Linked DNA regions of Pan troglodytes: region 1 is linked to region 2. Evidence: chromatin contacts called from public Hi-C data. All regions are on one chromosome and are shown on one strand. The core of a region is the stretch at or near the end of the contact, and the rest is flanking DNA. Distances in the headings are between cores, read along the strand shown.

Region 1 (4,078 bases), core at 192-2,691, 330 kb before region 2:
ATCTAGACCCTAGATCCCAGAGAGTGCCCAGGTGGTCCTGGCCAGCATAAGAACATAGACCTTTTGGCAGGTAGGCAGAGGTGGGCCACTGGGGAAAGCAGAGAAACTCACCCCCTCATTCTTCCCTCTCAGGCAGGCAATGGGGCCGGGTCCACACCTGGGAACGTCTTGGACGTCTTGACTCAGTACCGAGGCCTATCCTGGAGGTGAGTGAGGGTGTGGCAAGGCCCCAAAGGCCCCTTCATTGCAGAGCAAGGGAAACCCCCTGAGCGTTCTAGAAAACAACGCCTTAAGCAGAAGGGTGGGCCGTTTTGTTCTTTTCTATGACCAACTTCTAGGTTTAATTTGAAAAAGGTATTCACCAGCCTCCTCAAACCACTACATTGCCCAAAACAGTAGCTGAGCCTTGAGCCAGGAGTCTAGGAGAGAAACTACATAAATGTTTGGGCTGGAAATGCTTCTCTGGCTTCCATTTCTCCCTCTGTGATATAATCTCAGAAGGAGGCAGTGGCCTGAGTGATGCACAGATCATTGCCTTTGGAACCAGAGTTGTAGCTGAGCCCTAGCTGCCCAGTTGGATGTAACCTTGGGCAAGTTCCCTAACCTCTCTGAGCTTCTCTCCTCATCTCTGATGCAGAAATAATGCTACTACCTGAGCACTGTCTGAGGGCTAGAAAGAATTTAAGTGTCCAGCACAGTGCTTGACACCAAGTATCTGGTAGTTGGCATTGTTATTATAGGGCCTTTATTTTGCAGATGAGGAAACAAGGCTCAGAGAGGGCAAGTAACCTGACCAAGATCACAGAGCCAGAAGGTAAAAAGATCAGGAAGCAGAGCAGATGCTTCCTGGCCCCCATCAGTGCATTCCCTTATCCTGTATCACTTTGGGCAGGCTTATTTCTGCTCTGTATGTGATCAAACCTCTGCTGCAAGCCCGGGCAGGTTTGGTGTTTCCTCACCTGGAATCTGGCATCTCTATCTGACACCTGCTTTAACCTGAGTGCCGAGTCTCTGGCATCCTTCCTCACGTTGCAGCACAGTTAAACCCAAACATTTGGGGGAACCTTTTAGATGCTCCTAGACACCCTTGGCACAGAATGGGGTGGGGGGTGTGGAAAAGCAGGGAATCCAATCCACTCTGGAATGCTGCATATTTGCATGCCTAGAAACCCTTCTAACTTTGATCACCTTGGAATTTTATTATTGGCTTGGAAGATGGCTGACTCTCTAGAAGACACCTTTTAAAAACGGCTTTTCCAAGCCAAGCAGGAAGAGAAAAGAGAAAAAATAGGGCCAACTTTTTAAAAACTACGTTTACACCAATAATATTAATGCACGCTGCAGTGGCTAGTTGGAAAGGGGCTGGCAGACGAGGGACTACTTCCCCTTTGAAAGCAGGGGTGCAAGGAACCAACCTACCTCCCCTGCCCCAACATCAGCGAAAATCAGCCGCCGGTTTAAAGCTGGCGTTTTGTTTGGATGTGCTGGCCTATGGGGAGGGGAGTCGTATTCTGGTTTGCTTTTTCCGTTTTTCTACTGAAGTGATAGGGAAAGGGCAAGCTCCAGGCCCCTGGGCTGTTTCTCGGGAGACGGGCGTTTCTGTCTAGTGTCTGAAGGGTCTCGGCGTGGCTGCATTTTAACCCTTCATTTTCTTTCTTGGACCCACGTTACAGCGTCGGCGGAGATGAGAACATCGGCACCGTTACCACCCTGGCGAGTGAGTACGCGGCGGCGGCCGGGATGTTTGGTTTGGGGCGGCCCCTGCACGCTTCCCTCTCCCCCTGCAGGTGGCGCGGGCCTCGGGAGGAGCCCCGGCTGCAGGAGCCCGCTAAATTCACCAGGGGGCGCTGCCTCCCGAGGCTGCCGCCCAGCTCCGCTTCCGACAGTGACGAAAGCCTTAGAGTTGGGGGTGGAGCGGGGTTCGGGGCTTGGGGGCGGCCAGGGGCGGGGAGGTGTCGAAAAGAAATTGTCTTTGACCAAGGGAGGAAGAAAGTAAAGCGGGGAAAAAGATCACATCTTAGTGCAAGTCATTAAAAAGTGATTCAATAATCTGGCGTGAGATCAGAGAGAATAAAGAAAAGTGATTCAAGAAAAAAGAAAAAGAAACCCGGTTGTGCGGCGCCTGCCTTTCCCAGCAGATCACCCCCGCGAGAGGCATCGATCCAGGCACCTGGGGCGCAGACACAGCTGCGCACAGATATTGAATTGCGGGGTTGCTGTAGGAACCGCTGCTATTGCCGCAGGAGGAGATGAAGTTATCTTGTGCATGTTGTGCAGACACAGCCATTTTGGGACTCAACACTTTCCTTAATTTACTTTCCACCAACCTGCTCGGAATGATTTCTTTCTCTTTTTTTTTTTTTTTTTTTTTTTTTTTTTTTTGAGATGGAGTCTCGCTCTGTTGCCAGGCTGGAGTGCAGGGTGGCGCCATCTCAGCTCATTGCAACCTCCGCCTCCCTGGTTCAAGCGATTCTCCTGCCTCAGCCTCCCGAGTAGCTGGGACTACAGGCCCCCGCCACCACACCCAGCTAATTTTTGTATTTTTGATAGAGACAGGGTTTCACCATGTTGGCCAGGATGGTCTTGATTTCCTGACTTTGTGATCTGCCCGCCTTGGCCTCCCAAAGTGCTAGGATTACAGGCGGAATGATTTTTTAAAGTCTGATTATATTCCTTGAAGGGTCTGATCTTATCTTTTTAAAATTCTCGCCAGTGCATACACATCTCCCTGCTTGTTTTTAAAGTATGCGAGCGATACATGTTTAAATTGAATTCTTCCCCTGGAATCTTCTGGCTGATAATTTTGCCTGGGAGGAATTTAACTGGTCCCATTTTCATTTACTTTCCTGGTACATAGCCCTTTGTAATATATATTTAGAAGCTAACAACTTGAAGCCACCAAGATTTGGATGAGGGGGACATCATAGCTTAATCTCCACATAGGCAGAGCAGAGCTGAGCAGACTTCACGTTATCTGTTTTGGTTATTTGTAAATCCTGTCGAATTTAGGTAGACAGGGTTCTGTGCCACAAGCACTCCCTGCCTTCTTTATATCTAGGTCTACACACATGAGCTATAAATCAGTTCCTCTATTGCTAGGAGATGGTTCAGGGTGCTTTTGTGAGTGTGATGAACTTGGCTGTGGGATGGCCCAATGTATGCAATAGCTTTCTGGGCTCTTTACTTCCCATGCTCGTATTATGGACAAGATAATTGGATAATATTTGGCTTCACCTCTTTCACCAAAGTAATTTACAAAGGATTGAGACAATGTTACCCCACAGGTGGATGACTCCCCTGACACACTTAGCCCAGAAATGGATTATCCGCTATTTAGACTCTTCTTGCTAGAGATGTGAAGACTATTTGATTGTAGGGGCTAGATAATCCAGGGGGAAGTAACTATATGGAAACGTGTTAGAAAACTCGTAAGAATGTAAGGGCAGAACAGAATCCCCGTTCAACCCCCTGTTCAATTTAATCCAGCAAATATTCCAGTGCTGAGTGCTTGGAAAATAGGAGAACAGTGCTCCGATGACATCACCAAAGTGTCTTTGGCAGCATGTCTTCCTAAAGACAGACACATGACTAATATTTATAGATGTGTACAAAGCTTAGGGGAAAATAAACATAGAGGCTGTTAACCCTGTCTTCTGAAAACGAGCATCAAGAATTAGAATTCGTCAGGTAAGGAAAGGGGAGAGAATGTTCCTGGCAGAGAGAACTGCCTGCACCAGCAAGTCATTGCCCTATCCAATGTGCGGTTCCTCCCTATGATATTCTTGCTAAGTAGCTGGGTAGACTGTGCTGAGTTCCTTCTACCTCCTAGGGAAGCTGCCACCTCCTAGGACAAACCATTCCACTTTCAAATCGCTCAGGTGATTTCACAGTCCTTTTTTCTCTTGAATAGAAATCGGAGCAATTTCCATTTATTAGTGTAATATCCCCAAACCTCAAGGAATGAGTCCAGTCCATCTGTGCTGAGTAAACCTGCAGCAGTGCTGGGTTCTAGCAGGCACTCTGCTGAATGGGGCCCTAAAGTCCTGGCTGCTACCCGGCCAGTTTCTTTCTCACATCC
Region 2 (4,090 bases), core at 103-2,602:
CCTCAGCCTCCAGACTATGGGCGTGTGCCTAAAAATGTCTATTTGATGTAGCAACATGAGATAAATCTGGAGAAACAGGAGGGAATAGCCGTTCCGATCATTACTTTTACATTATTATAACTGAATACATTGTTATGTTGTAAATGATTACAGCCTGGAATTGAACAGGGGGAAACGGAAGCAGTTGTTACAATCATTATCAATTTTAAAGTGAAGACTTCTTTTCTCTCTCTTTTTTTTTGAGACAGTCTCGCTCTGTCACCTAGACTGGAGTGCAGTGGCGTGGCGATTTCGGCTCACTGCAACCTCCACCTCCCGGGTTCAAGGATTCTCCTGCCTCAGTCTCCCGAGTAGCTGGGACTACAGGCACACACCACCACACCCGGCTAATTTTTGTATTTTTAGTAGAGACAAGGTTTCGCCATTTTGCCTAGCTTGGTCTCGAACTCTGACCTCGGGCGATCTGCCCGCCTCGTCCTCCCAAAGTGGGATTATAGGTGTAAGCCACCGCGCTCGGCTGAAGATTTCCTTCAAACCTTTCGTTCTACCTTATCATTTTCTTTAAAGTTTTAAAAAATTGTTATTTATTTATTATTTATTTTTTTAAGACGGAGTTTCGCTCTTGCTGCCCAGAGCTGGAGTGTAATGGCGCGATCTCGGCTCACAGCAACCTCCATCTCCCGAGTTCAAGCGATTCTCCTGCCTCAGCCTCTCGAGTAGCTGGGATTACAGGCGTGCGCCACACGCCTGGCTATTTTTTTTTTTTTTTTTTGAGACGAGTCTCGCTCTGTCGCCCAGGCTGGAGTGCAGGGGCGCGATCTCGGCTCACTGCAATCTCCGCCTCCCGGGTTCAACCAATTCTCTGCCTCAGCCTCCCGAGTGGCTGGGATTACATACAGGTGCCAACCACCAAGCCCGGCTAATTTTTTTGTATTTTTAGTAGAGACGAGGTTTCATCATCTTGGCCAGGCTGGTCTTGAACTCCTGACCTTGTGATCCACCCGCCTCGGCCTCCCAAAGTGCTAGGATTACAGGCGTGAGCCACCGCGCCCAGCCCACGGCTAATTTTTTTATTTTTAGTAGAGACGGGGGTTTCTACATGTTGGTCAGGCTGGTCTCGAACTCCGACCTCAGGGGATCCGCCCACTTCGGCCTCCCAAAGTGCTGTGATTACAGGCGTGAGCCACCGCGCCCGGCCCCCACCCTTTTTTTTTTTTTTTTTTTTTTTAAAGGAACAGGACTTGATCTTGATTCTACAATTACTTTCTCCCATACTCCCACTCCCGCCCAGAACAAGATAGCGACAGGCCCTAGCGGGCCACCGTCCACAGGGCGGATCCGCCAGAAGCTCTCCGCGACGCGAAGATCCACCCCCTGAGCCCCCGGCGCTCCCTCCGCCTCACTTCCTCCTCCAGGCTCCGCCCCGCGCCGGTGCGCCTGCGCACGGACGAACACGTGGCTGCAGCGGGGCCAGAGCAGCAATGGCGGCGGGCGGCGGCGGTAGCTGCGACCCCCTGGCCCCGGCTGGGGTCCCTTGCGCCTTCTCCCCGCACAGCCAGGCCTACTTCGCTTTGGCCTCTACCGACGGTCACTTACGAGTATGGGAGACGGCCAACAACCGGTTGCACCAGGAGTACGTGCCTTCCGCGCACCTCAGTGGTACCTGCACCTGTCTGGCCTGGGCGCCAGCGCGGCTGCAGGCCAAGGTAAAGCGAGCGGGACTGCGCGGGGCGGGCGCCTTCCCAGGCTCGGCTTCGGGCCTCCGGGCCGGGTGGCGCTTGGCCCGGCATCGCGCGTGGCTCTCAGCGGCCCGGGCCAGAAGGCTTGGAGGCGGCGTCGGCGCGTTCAGGGCCCAAGCCGCCAGCCCCGCGTGCGGCCTGCCGCGAGGGCAGTGAGGGAGGGCGCAGCTCGACCCGGCCGGCCTCGTATCCGAGCCCTGCCGGCTGGCCCCATGAGGCCTGGGCCCCACTGTTGACGGGCAGCCATGTTCGCCAAGTCCCCTGGTCCCCCTGGGGCGGCTTCCTTCTGCCGGGCCTTGGCTCATCAGAGTTCTGGTTTTTGACAGAGCCCCATCTTGGGACTATCTAACTTTCCTCTGTCTGTGATCTGGCTCATCAATTTTGCCCTGGGCAGTTGGTATGGACTAGTCTGTACTTGCTTCCGGACCTTCCCCCTCCTGCCCCCCCTTTGGGTGCCGGCTCACCACGTGTTCTCGTCCCGGTCCAGGTTGTGGGACTCTCAACTCTTGACTTTTGCCTTTCCCAGGCACCTCTACATTCTCAGCTTTTTGAACTCACTGCTTTTTGATTTTAACATCTGCTCGCCCCTCCCGCCCCGCTTTCAAGCCCATCACACTACTCCCCACCCACCCCAATCTGAAGTCTGCATTAGGATGTGGAGGTTAAGTGAAGTAGTAGCTTGATTTAGTGAATGTTTTATGAGTGCAGATGAAGTTACCCTTAGATGGAAAACTGCCGAGTTAGGCAGAGCTTTTCATTGTTAGGGACCCGTGTCAGGTAAATGCCTTTCACTGTTGAGTCACTCAGCTACATCTCTCTAACTCAGCATGCACGTGGTTATTGCATTTATAGAGTAGCCAAACCGAATCACTGCAAAGTGATTTGGAAACATCAGGTATCCTGAGGTGTGTGATGTGAGCTGTTTCAGTGTGGAGAACTGTAAAAGCTATTTAGGATAGATCTTACTCTCTCTGACGACCTGGGAAACCTGCTAAATTTTTGGGTTGGGTGAAGGGATACATATAAGTTGCTATACTTTGGGCATGTTTAGATATTTTTCAAATTTTAAGCTACATTTTCATAGTTTATCCTGTTGATTCATAAAATAAACCTATCAGGGCTTATAAGTCAAACATAAAACTAAAAAAAAAAAATCAGTTTTTATTGTTAAAATTACAGCGCTCTGCTTATCTTTTATTTTCAAAGTTTTCTATGGTTGTATTTTAACAGTCCTGTAAAGTGATAGTAATACTAATGCTGAGAGAAATACGGAGCAGTGGTTAGGTAGGTGCGTGGACCCAAGCTGGCTATATTGTCTATATTTGATTCTAGCCTCTGCTTCATAGTGGTAATTGCCCCTCTGGTTCCTCATTTATGAAATGAGGATAATAATACTTTCTTCATAGAGTGGTTGTGAAGATTAATATATTTAATAATGCAGAGAACACTTAGAATAGTTCTTGACAGGTAAGTGCTTTAAGTGTTAAGTATTACTAATATCTGATATTTGTGTGGTTAGTCCTGAAGTGTTGATAAGGAACTTTCTGCCTTGTTTGGGGGAAAGAAACAGAAACTCTGGGAAACTAAGCAACTTGAATAAAGTAAAAAATGGAACCAGGATTAGAACTCAGGTCCTTAAGAGCTCAGTTCTTGGTTATCTGCAACAGATAGTTAATATTAGGTTGGAAAAAATGTCACCCACTTTGCTTTTTTGTTGAGTTTCAGTTGCATTGTATGCCCAAGAGAAATTTCCTAATCTCATATTAAAAGTCATAGTTTTGGATTATGTGCAACACTATGGTAAACTAGAAAAATAACTGGATTTGGTTTCATAGCCAAGACTCAAAACTTACTTTGTCATATTGAGCAAGTTGTTTTAATTTTGAGGACCTCATTGACAAACGAGAGTTGAGCTACATTAAACAAATTTTTTTTCTAGGTTTCAGCATCGTTTTACCTGCACTGTCTCCTTTTAACCACATGACTATGGAATCCCCTGAAATTAATTGCATTTTAAAAAAACTGATTGAAAATCAGAGCTAAGAAAGGTAAATGACTTGACTCAAGCCTTAATAACCAATAAAGGAGTGTGGCCTCTAGAGTCATGGTGCCCCGAACTCCTCCTGGTCAAGTGCCCCGATTTTGTTACTCTCAATCTTGAGTCACAGAACTGAGAGAGCTGGAAGGAATGTAGAGACATCCCCTACTTTGAGGGTGTGTCCTCTCGGAGCATCAGTTTGACTTATAAACTAAGGAGAGACAGTTTTCTTGTATTAAAACAAACTTGCACGTATATTATGGTATAAAATTAAAAAGTCATATGTACTGTAACAAGATATCTTAGAAAAAAA

What was found. A called contact is a pair of places that touch in the nucleus more often than the background predicts.
Region 1: a contact with region 2 is called in a Hi-C map of stem cell-derived neural progenitor cells, with 4 times the contacts expected there. The contact joins the enhancer-like site here to the promoter of WDR43 in region 2. A contact is called at or near these places in 1 of 7 Hi-C or Micro-C datasets (stem cell-derived neural progenitor cells) and 1 of 1 datasets of contacts at active chromatin or transcription factors (stem cell-derived excitatory neurons).

The regions. Positions count from the first base shown.
Region 1 is chr12:94,280,599-94,284,676 of NHGRI_mPanTro3-v2.0_pri, reverse strand. It overlaps PLB1 (phospholipase B1), which reads left to right. Exons shown (of 60, transcript XM_515372.8): 21 at 133-206; 22 at 1,674-1,717. Among named protein-coding and RNA genes, the nearest start is that of PLB1, 97 kb to the left of the region's middle. Within about 2 kb of position 1,441, at least 13 of the 24 cell types and tissues checked have an H3K27ac peak or open chromatin away from gene starts, as enhancers often do. A contact at or near this core is called in stem cell-derived neural progenitor cells, where this site is marked.
Region 2 is chr12:93,950,946-93,955,035 of NHGRI_mPanTro3-v2.0_pri, reverse strand. It overlaps WDR43 (WD repeat domain 43), which reads left to right and starts at 1,352. Exons shown (of 18, transcript XM_515377.8): 1 at 1,352-1,706. The coding sequence starts at 1,482.